Regions from separate parts of the Zea mays genome. Here region 2 is linked to region 1. A link is a contact called in public Hi-C data. All regions are on one chromosome and are shown on one strand. Each heading gives the region's core, a stretch centred on a gene start, on an enhancer-like site or on the middle of the called end of the contact. The rest is flanking DNA. Distances are from core to core; before and after follow the strand shown. Region 1 holds the start of LOC100304312 (putative leucine-rich repeat receptor-like protein kinase family protein). Region 2 holds the start of LOC100280157 (THO complex subunit 4C).

Region 1 (4,242 bases), core at 1,376-3,875:
TATTATACAATGGAGTGTCTATAAATGTAATCTATTAATAAATATAGAAGTGAATGCGCTTGTAGCGCATTAGATCGATAGAACCGACGACAAATTCGTACAAAGGAAAGTGAGACGTCTGTTACTAATTGTGTTACAAGGCAGTCAGAGACGTCTCTTCGCGGATAGATGACTTTATGATTTTTTGCAAATGTATTCTTTAAACACCTAAAGAGCTCCTATATTAAATACAACTGTATATATCATTAGAGACTCAAGAGACTATGTATTAAATAGTGTTGTACAAGCCCTATGTTTGCTCTCGAACTTGATTCAATTTCCCATTAGCATCTTTATTGCGTTCACCAAGAAAATCAGAATGAAAGAAACTAGCTGGGTACGAAGGGCAACAGGGCACCCCGATCACGCCGAAACGCTCCGGCTGCCGTCCGTGCTGCTGAAATCGGCTTTCTGGCAGGCATCCTCAACGATGCGCTCGATCCTCGCCTCCACCAGGGTCATGGTTGGCCGCCTGTCGGGGCGCTGCTCTGTGCACTCCATGCCGAGCTGCAGCAGCCGCATCATCTCCCCCTCGACGCGCGGCTCGTTGGCGATGCCGGCGTCGAACACCTCGGACGTCCACTCCTCCTGCACCACGGAGCGCACCCATCGTGGCAGGTTCACGCCGTCGGCGCCTTCGCGCAGCGCGTGCAACGGAGCGCGTCCGCTGAGCAGCTCCAGTACCACCACGCCGAAACTGTACACGTCGGCGCTCTGCGGCACGCTGCGGGCGTCGTTCACCTCCGGGGCGTTGTACCCGGCGCCCCGCCTCGGCGGCGCTGCGGCACCCGTGAGCTGAGCGATGCCGTAATCGGAGACGTAGGCGCCGTCGCGCGTCCCGGTGACGACGATGTTGGATGACTTGATGTTGCCATGGGACGACTTGGCCCCGGAGTGGTGGATGAAGGCCACACCGCGCGCCGCCGCTAGCGCGATGCGGGCGCGCGCCGTGAAGTCCAGCCGCGCACGGCCCTCCGCGCCTCCGTCTGCGATGCAAGAAAAGAACGCGAACATGGTGTTCATCCATCCCATATGTACACAATAGTACATGACGTCACGACGAGAAGACAAGTTTAGGGGCAGGGGCACGGACCGTGGAGGACGGCGGAGAGGCTGCCGGCGCCGACGAAGTCGTAGACGAGGAGCTTCTCCTCCTTGCTGTAGAAGTAGGCGCGCAGGCGGGTCAAGTTGTGGTGATGGAGCGCACCAAGCGCGGTCGCCTTGTTGCAGAACTCGTCCTCGGAGAGGTGCACCTCGCGGAGCCGCTTGACGGCGAGCACGGGCTCGCCGCCGTCTAGTGTGGCGCGGTACGTCGTGCCGAGCGGGCCCTTGGCGAGCACCTCGGCCGACGCTCGCAGAAGCGTCTCCAGGTCGTACGGCCTCTCCGGCGTGCTCCCCAGGAACACCAGCTTCTTGCCCTCGCTTATCATCGCCGGCGCGAGCGGCGGGGCGTGCGACTGCTTCACGGCGTCACTGTCCGTCCTCGCCAAGGTCACCGTTACAGGCGCGGTTGCCTCGTGCACATTTGCCGCCGCAGCACCCGCGGGCCTCCCCGCCGCCGCCGCCGCCGCCGCCTGGCGTCGGCGAAAGCAAGCGACGAGCGCCATGATGAGCAGGAGAACGAGCGCCGCGCCGCCGACGATGCCGACGATTGCCCAACGGGACAGGTGCTTCTTCTTTTCGCCACCCGCAGACGAAGCCGCCGGTGGAGGCGCCGGGGGCGTGGAGTCGGTGCACGCGGGGAGAGGGCCGTCGCAGAGCCCCGTGCCGCGGAACGCGCTCGCCGGCATCCTAGCGAGCGACGCCGGCACGGGGCCAATGAGCTGCGCGTTGAACGACACGTTGAAGCGCGAAAGGTTGGGAAGGTAAAGGCCCGGCGGAAGCAGGCCGGCCAAGTCGTTGCTGTCGAGGAACAACGTGTCCAGCTGCTTGAGCCTGTTAAACTCCTCCGACACGCCGCCGACAAGGCGGTTCCGAGAGAGATCGACCTGCCTGAGCGCCGCGAGCGAGAAGAGGCCCTCCGGCACGGCGCCGGTGAACTGGTTGGCCGTCAGGTTGACGACGGTTAGCTGGGCGCAGTTGCCGATGTCGGCCGGGATACCCCCGGTGATTGCGTTGCGGCGGAGCGACAGCGTCTGCAGCACGGTGAGGTTCCCGACCGTGCCGAGCGGTATCGTCCCGACCAGCCGCTTCCCGGGCAGCCGCAGCTCGACGACGCGGCGGGACCCGGGCCCGGCCGCCTGGGTCTGGTTGTCGCACACGACGCCGCGCCATCCGCACGGCGACAGCTCCGTGGTGTCCCACGGGAGGAGGCCCCGGCTGTCCAGTGCGCTCCGCAGCGCCAGCAGCGCCGCGCGGTCCCCCGCCAGGTTCTGCGCCATAAGGCCAGGCAGCGCGGAGGCGAGCAGCGCAAGCAGCGCGAACGGGACCGCCGCGCGGGCACCGCCGATCGCCCGCCGCTGGCGCGCCATCGCCGGCGCCGCTGCAATGTCTGCAGCTTCCAGGCAGGCAAGCAAGGCGCTCGGAACCTGAGTATAGATCAACGATGCCAATGGCATAAAGCAGCCGGCTGGGCGCGCGCAACAAGAAAAACGTCGGGCAGGACAAGAGTGTCGCCGCGTCTGTCAAAAGAGGAGATGGAGCTTTGGAGGAATCAGTGGCGCGGACGTGTGGTTGGATCGGACGCGTGTAAAATTGGCGGGAAATGACACGAGCCTTTTTATACGTACTCCTCTAGTCCTCTGGTTCGTGGTGTGAACTGTGAAGCCACCGATGCCGCACAGCACAGTTTAACACCTGTAATTAACTCGACTAGTTTAGCCATAAACAGAAGGCGGGTGAGAGATCTGCAGTGCAGCAGCTGCTAAGCTAGGTCGCCATGGACGGCAGAATATATTAGTACTAGTGCTGTGGTACTGGGCTCGGACTGGGCGAGGGAGCGCCGGTCGAGGAAGGAGATTGACAGCTGGGGATCTGACGGCATGAGGTGAAAGAACTGAGGCTTGGCGTTTGGATGGGAGCGGGCAGGCGCGCGCCGAGGAACGCGTCGCCGGAAACGCCTTGCCTTCTCCTCCTGGACCGTAGTCCTGTCCTGCCTTCTTTTCTTGTGTCTGTATTCCAGCTAGAATATATAAAATATGTATTCTATGTTTTTTCTTTTCCTTTTTAGGCTAAATATGTAAAATGCTCTATTCTCCATGTTTAATATTGTGGCATGAACCGATACTAAAGATTAATTTTAATATAGGTTCTAGCAAAAAAATACAATTACTAAAAAAGTTATTTAAAGGGTGTTTCGTACTGCTCCAGGTTCCGGCTCTAGCGTAAAGCTACATTTTATAATATAAATTTATATAGTTTTAAAAATATTTTTGAAATAAATAATAAAAAATAATTTATTTAAATGTCTTTTAAATGTTCACAACTCTAACTTCATGATTTTCTGGAGCTCCTAATAACCTGCTCCACTAACTCCACCAAATTTTTTGGAACTTAGAGCAGTTCCGAATAGGGCCTTGGTATCGGTTCTTAAGTGAATTTTTATTTTATATATTTATAGATTGATATTGATAGATATTTAATGTATGTATGTGCATTTATTAATATGTGCACATTTTTTGATAGCGAAAACAAGTTCTAACCTTTTGTAGTTTCGTACATACAAGCTCGATGAACAACTATGAGAATATACATATATATATATATATATATATATATATTTGGAACCATAAACAAATTAAGTAGCCATAATTCTAGTATTGCATCGTTATCCGTGGCTTGTGAAGATCTCATGGCCACCTTCTCTAAAGGATTGATAAAAATTGAGGGCTTCTTGGTGTGATTCTTCTGTAGCGGTCTCCAAAATCGAAACCAATATGTTCCTATGAAATAACATGCAGAATTGACGATATTGATTTATGATTAAAAATGCCACCATTGCAGAGCCAAATGGACCAAAACATTACCACAATTCCAATTAAAAGTTCCTTTGTTAGATTCACAAGCCCCCGTAATATGATTAATACTAGACGATTTGTCTATGTGGAAGCCAAAGAAAATGGTTCTCCATATGTTTGTAACAAGGTAAAAATCAAAGAAAAGGTGTCGAATACTCTCATTTTGGTTACAACTAGTCAGTTACCCGTTCATTGCTATTGTTTCTATATATCAAATGGGTAGACTTTATTCTAATAAAACATAAAA
Region 2 (4,020 bases), core at 24-2,523, 290 kb after region 1:
CACAAAGTCGAATATAAAGAAACTAAATTACTAAAACAAAGCTGCTCATCGCACATTGATATTGATAATACAAAAACTATTGCATCAGCAATGAGGAAACTGGAGTAGTCAAGCTAAAAGGCAAACGGATTGTGTAAAAGGGTTCACTGACAGTCTGAGATCGATTCAAAGTAACTAGTTGACAATTTACAATAATTCTACAGAAGATTTGATAAACTGAGCCCAACAATGAACTATACTTAAGATCAGAGGCAAATCTATAATCACTGTGTTGGGTGCTGCCGCACCCATGAAAAAAACGTGATAAGAGCCAAATTGTCACCATATTTCCACCCTGGCACCCCCTATGTCACAAAATCTGTGCACCTATGAGGCAAGCTCTCAAGTGCATCCCCTTCGGATTTGCTCTAGCTTCACTACTGCTTAAGATCAAACTGCTAATACATGAAACATCAGGGTACAAGCCCATCTGAACTTAATACAGTTACAAACTTACGATGCATCATCACATGAAAACAATTCAGTTGCTATGCAGCTTGTTCCAATTTACCATCACTTAAAAAAATTGTTGAGTTCCTATGTAGCGACCTTAGGAGAAGAACAAACGTTGAGAACTGTTGTTAGGAGTTGTAAAGCACTCGAAATTCCTATAGGTTACAGCAATGACAGTGGAGACATTAAACATGTAGGAATGTCATTGCCAGCAAACCAAAGTACCAAACAGCTAATATCCTGATATTCAGAACACATATTTGAGAACCCTGATGATGTTCTGAAAAGGAATCTCACAAACTCCACAAACGCAGCTGCTCAAACTCCTAAAAACGAAATGCCTAGCCATTTCCTCATACCTGGCCAATCCGGCAAAGGAGCCTCTCCCACCCCACACCAATCCACGTTACGAACACAAAATTCATGCATCTACAGAAAAAAAAACTCGCAAAGGCGAGAGCGCAATCAGGCTTACGCAAGACACCGAAGAATCCCACAAGTACCGAGTTGTATTCTACAAACCTAAATCCCTCTTCAATACCACATCGGCAGCCTCTCCAGCCCTACCATCTGCGTCGGACAAACCGGATCTGGAAATATATCATCACGAAGAGCACTGGCGGCGGGGGAGGCGACTTACTCTCGCGCGCGCAGGGGTGTCGGCGACTGGGTGGAGAATATTCTTCGGGGCGCTCCCGGCCTCAGTTTCCTCGAGCCTCCGCCGGATGACGCGAGAGAGAATGAGGGGGCGGAGGCGGTGCCGAGAGGGAGGGGCAGAAGGAGACAGGATGCGGCGTGAGTACTGGAATCAAAACCCTAGCTCTCGTTATCTCGATTTTCTTCTGCTTGTGATGAGATGGGAAGGAAAACAGGGGAGGGGGCTGGCCGGGTAGAGTAGTAGACTCGGGAGAGAGGTCGCGCGGGTTCGTACTCGGTGACCCCGGGAGCGATCCTGGCCGTGGGAATATGCTCTGAGGATGCTTCCAATCGTGTCGAAGTCCGAAATCGACGGTCTCGATTGGTTTGATGGTGGGGAGTAGCCACCATACGGTTGATAAATTCGGTAGCCGGCCCAGTAATCGACACCGGCCGATAACTTTGATATTTTGAATTTAGAAATTTTCATAAATTTAAAAACTTTTGATTCCAATGTTTTATAAATACTATAGATTATTTGAAGCCTTCCTACTAAAACCAAAATTCAAAATACACAGCGGATCTCAAACTAAAGATCATGGAAGTTTCGAAAAAAATACAACTAGGATTGTCGAGTAATCGCTCCGCAAAGCTGATAAAATCGGTGTGTAGGACCGATTAGCCGGCGACTGAGTAGAAGCTAGGGTTTTAAAGATTTTTCCCCTTTTTACTAGAAATCTTTTTAAATTACCATGGGTACTTGTAATATAGGCTAACAATACTTATAATAATAGAACATATTATTGGTATATTTAGGAATATTAGATTGAATCGATCCGGTTTGGGAATGTTCTAATTTTTGGTGGCGTCATGGTTCGTCTTAACCTTTTTTCTATGTGAATTATACGTCGGTGAAGTAAATCGACAACCGATTAGGTGTACCAATGGAAGGAGCCTGAGTACTACCAAATATCGGTGGACTCGTGAAGTACACTTCTATATGGATCGGACAGACTTGAGCGAAGTACAAGACACGGTTAATGCATGAGCAAGGTATTATGTTGCTCTCATCAGAGGAGTATAATACACACCCGTGGAATCTTCGATGGTATTTATGAACTATGAAATTGTGGCATGTAATGTATTTGAACCATAAAACTGTGTCATACAATACATTTTGAACCGCTAAATGTTGTTATTGGACTTGTAACATTTATGTCATTTTTGTTTGTTTTTTGTGGCCTAAATATGCTTTATTTGCCAATAAACAAGAGGTTCGGTTTCTTGTGCGTTGCTGCTGGTTTATCAAATTGGTGACCGACAAATCGGTCTTATCGACCAAATAATCGGCCTTGAGCCGTTTGAATTAAGATCCAATAATCGGTCTTCATTCTTTATCTTGCATAAAAATAATTAAGATCCAATAATAATTATTTTGAATAAGTAACTTAGCTAATGATTCATGAAATTTTTTGTTGATGCACAACAAAATACTTAAAATTCATATATATAACTCAATTATTGTTGGTACATAATTTCTTATAACTAAGCTATTGTTTAAAAGCGTACACTGAATAAAAATTTGCGGGTGACCTTGCATCCCAACGTCTACTCCTTCAGTCATTTTGTCACTATGTGAAGCAGTGACTGGACATGGGCTTGTACTTTCTATTGATGGAAAGTTGTGTTAAATCAGTTGGCCACTATAATTGATGTATCATATCAATTAAAGACGAATTAGTAATTACTATTGTTTTCGATCTCTGAAGTAATCGGGTGATCAATTTCATTGTGCTCACCACCCTCCATTTCACGATCTCTAGTTGCAGTAGCAAAGTTTCTTCCAATGGCAGATTGAAATTTCTGGTTTTGAAAAGATATCAGGCTCTGTCTTTCGCCAGACGACACATGATGCTTATGTCGTTGTTGAAAGTCGCCTAGAGGGGGTGAATAGGCATAATCTGAAATTTACAACTTTAAACACACACTACAAGCCGGGGTTAGCGTTAGAAACAAATCCGAGTCCGGGAGAGAGGGGGAAAACAAATCAAATGAAAAACAAACGGATGAACACGGTGATTTGTTTTACCGAGGTTCGGTTCTAAAGAACCTAGTCCCTATTGAGGTGGTCACAAAGACCGGGTCTCATTCAACCATTTCCCTCTCTCAAACAGTCACTTAGACCGAGTAAACCTTCTTCCTCAATCTCACGGGTCACTTAGACTCCACAAGGACCACCACACAATTGATGTCTCTTGCCTTGCTTACAAAGCACTTGAGAGTAAGAGTTGAAAAGAAAAAGAAGGCCAAGCCAAGCAAACAAGAGTAACAAAGGAACACAAGAGATCCTCTCACAGGTCCTAATGCACTAGAGTTGATTTGGGGACTTTGAGTGGATCGGTCGCTTTAATTTTATTGAATGCAATGTTCAGAATGCTTAGGTGCTTGGTGTGGTGGTGGTTGGGGGATATTTATAGCCCTCAACCACCAAGTGGCCGTTGGGGAAGGCTGCTGTCGATGGGCACACCGGACAGTCCGGTGCGCCACCGGACAGGCACTGTAGGCTGTCGGTGCGCCGCCACGTCACCCAACCGTTAGGGTTCGGGAGCAGTCGACTGTTGGCGTCATTGTCTTCTTGTGGCTCTGGACAGTCCGGTGCCACACCGGACAGGTCCTGTTCACTGTTCGGTGCGCCTCTGACTTCTGCCGCGCACTATAGCCTTTGCAGAGTTGAGCATTGCGTGAGTTAGTCGTTGCTCCGCTGGCACACCGGACAGTCCGGTAAATTATAGCAGAGTGCGCCTGCTGAAACCCGAGAGTGGCCGGTTCAGTCCTGTACAGACCTGGTGCACCGGACATTGTCCGGTGCGCCAGTCCACAGCTCACTCAAGT

What was found. A called contact is a pair of places that touch in the nucleus more often than the background predicts.
Region 2: a Hi-C map of tassel shows a contact between it and region 1, with 2.4 times the contacts expected there. The contact joins the promoter of LOC100280157 here to the promoter of LOC100304312 in region 1. A contact is called at or near these places in 2 of 25 Hi-C or Micro-C datasets (ear and tassel).

What each region holds. Positions count from the first base shown.
Region 1 is chr4:83,268,305-83,272,546 of Zm-B73-REFERENCE-NAM-5.0, forward strand. LOC100304312 (putative leucine-rich repeat receptor-like protein kinase family protein) reads right to left here and starts at 2,626. Exons shown (of 2, transcript NM_001165754.1): 1 at 1,133-2,626; 2 at 251-1,025. The coding sequence starts at 2,597. The coding sequence ends at 403.
Region 2 is chr4:83,555,489-83,559,508 of Zm-B73-REFERENCE-NAM-5.0, forward strand. LOC100280157 (THO complex subunit 4C) reads right to left here and starts at 1,274. Exons shown (of 7, transcript NM_001153089.1): 1 at 1,133-1,274.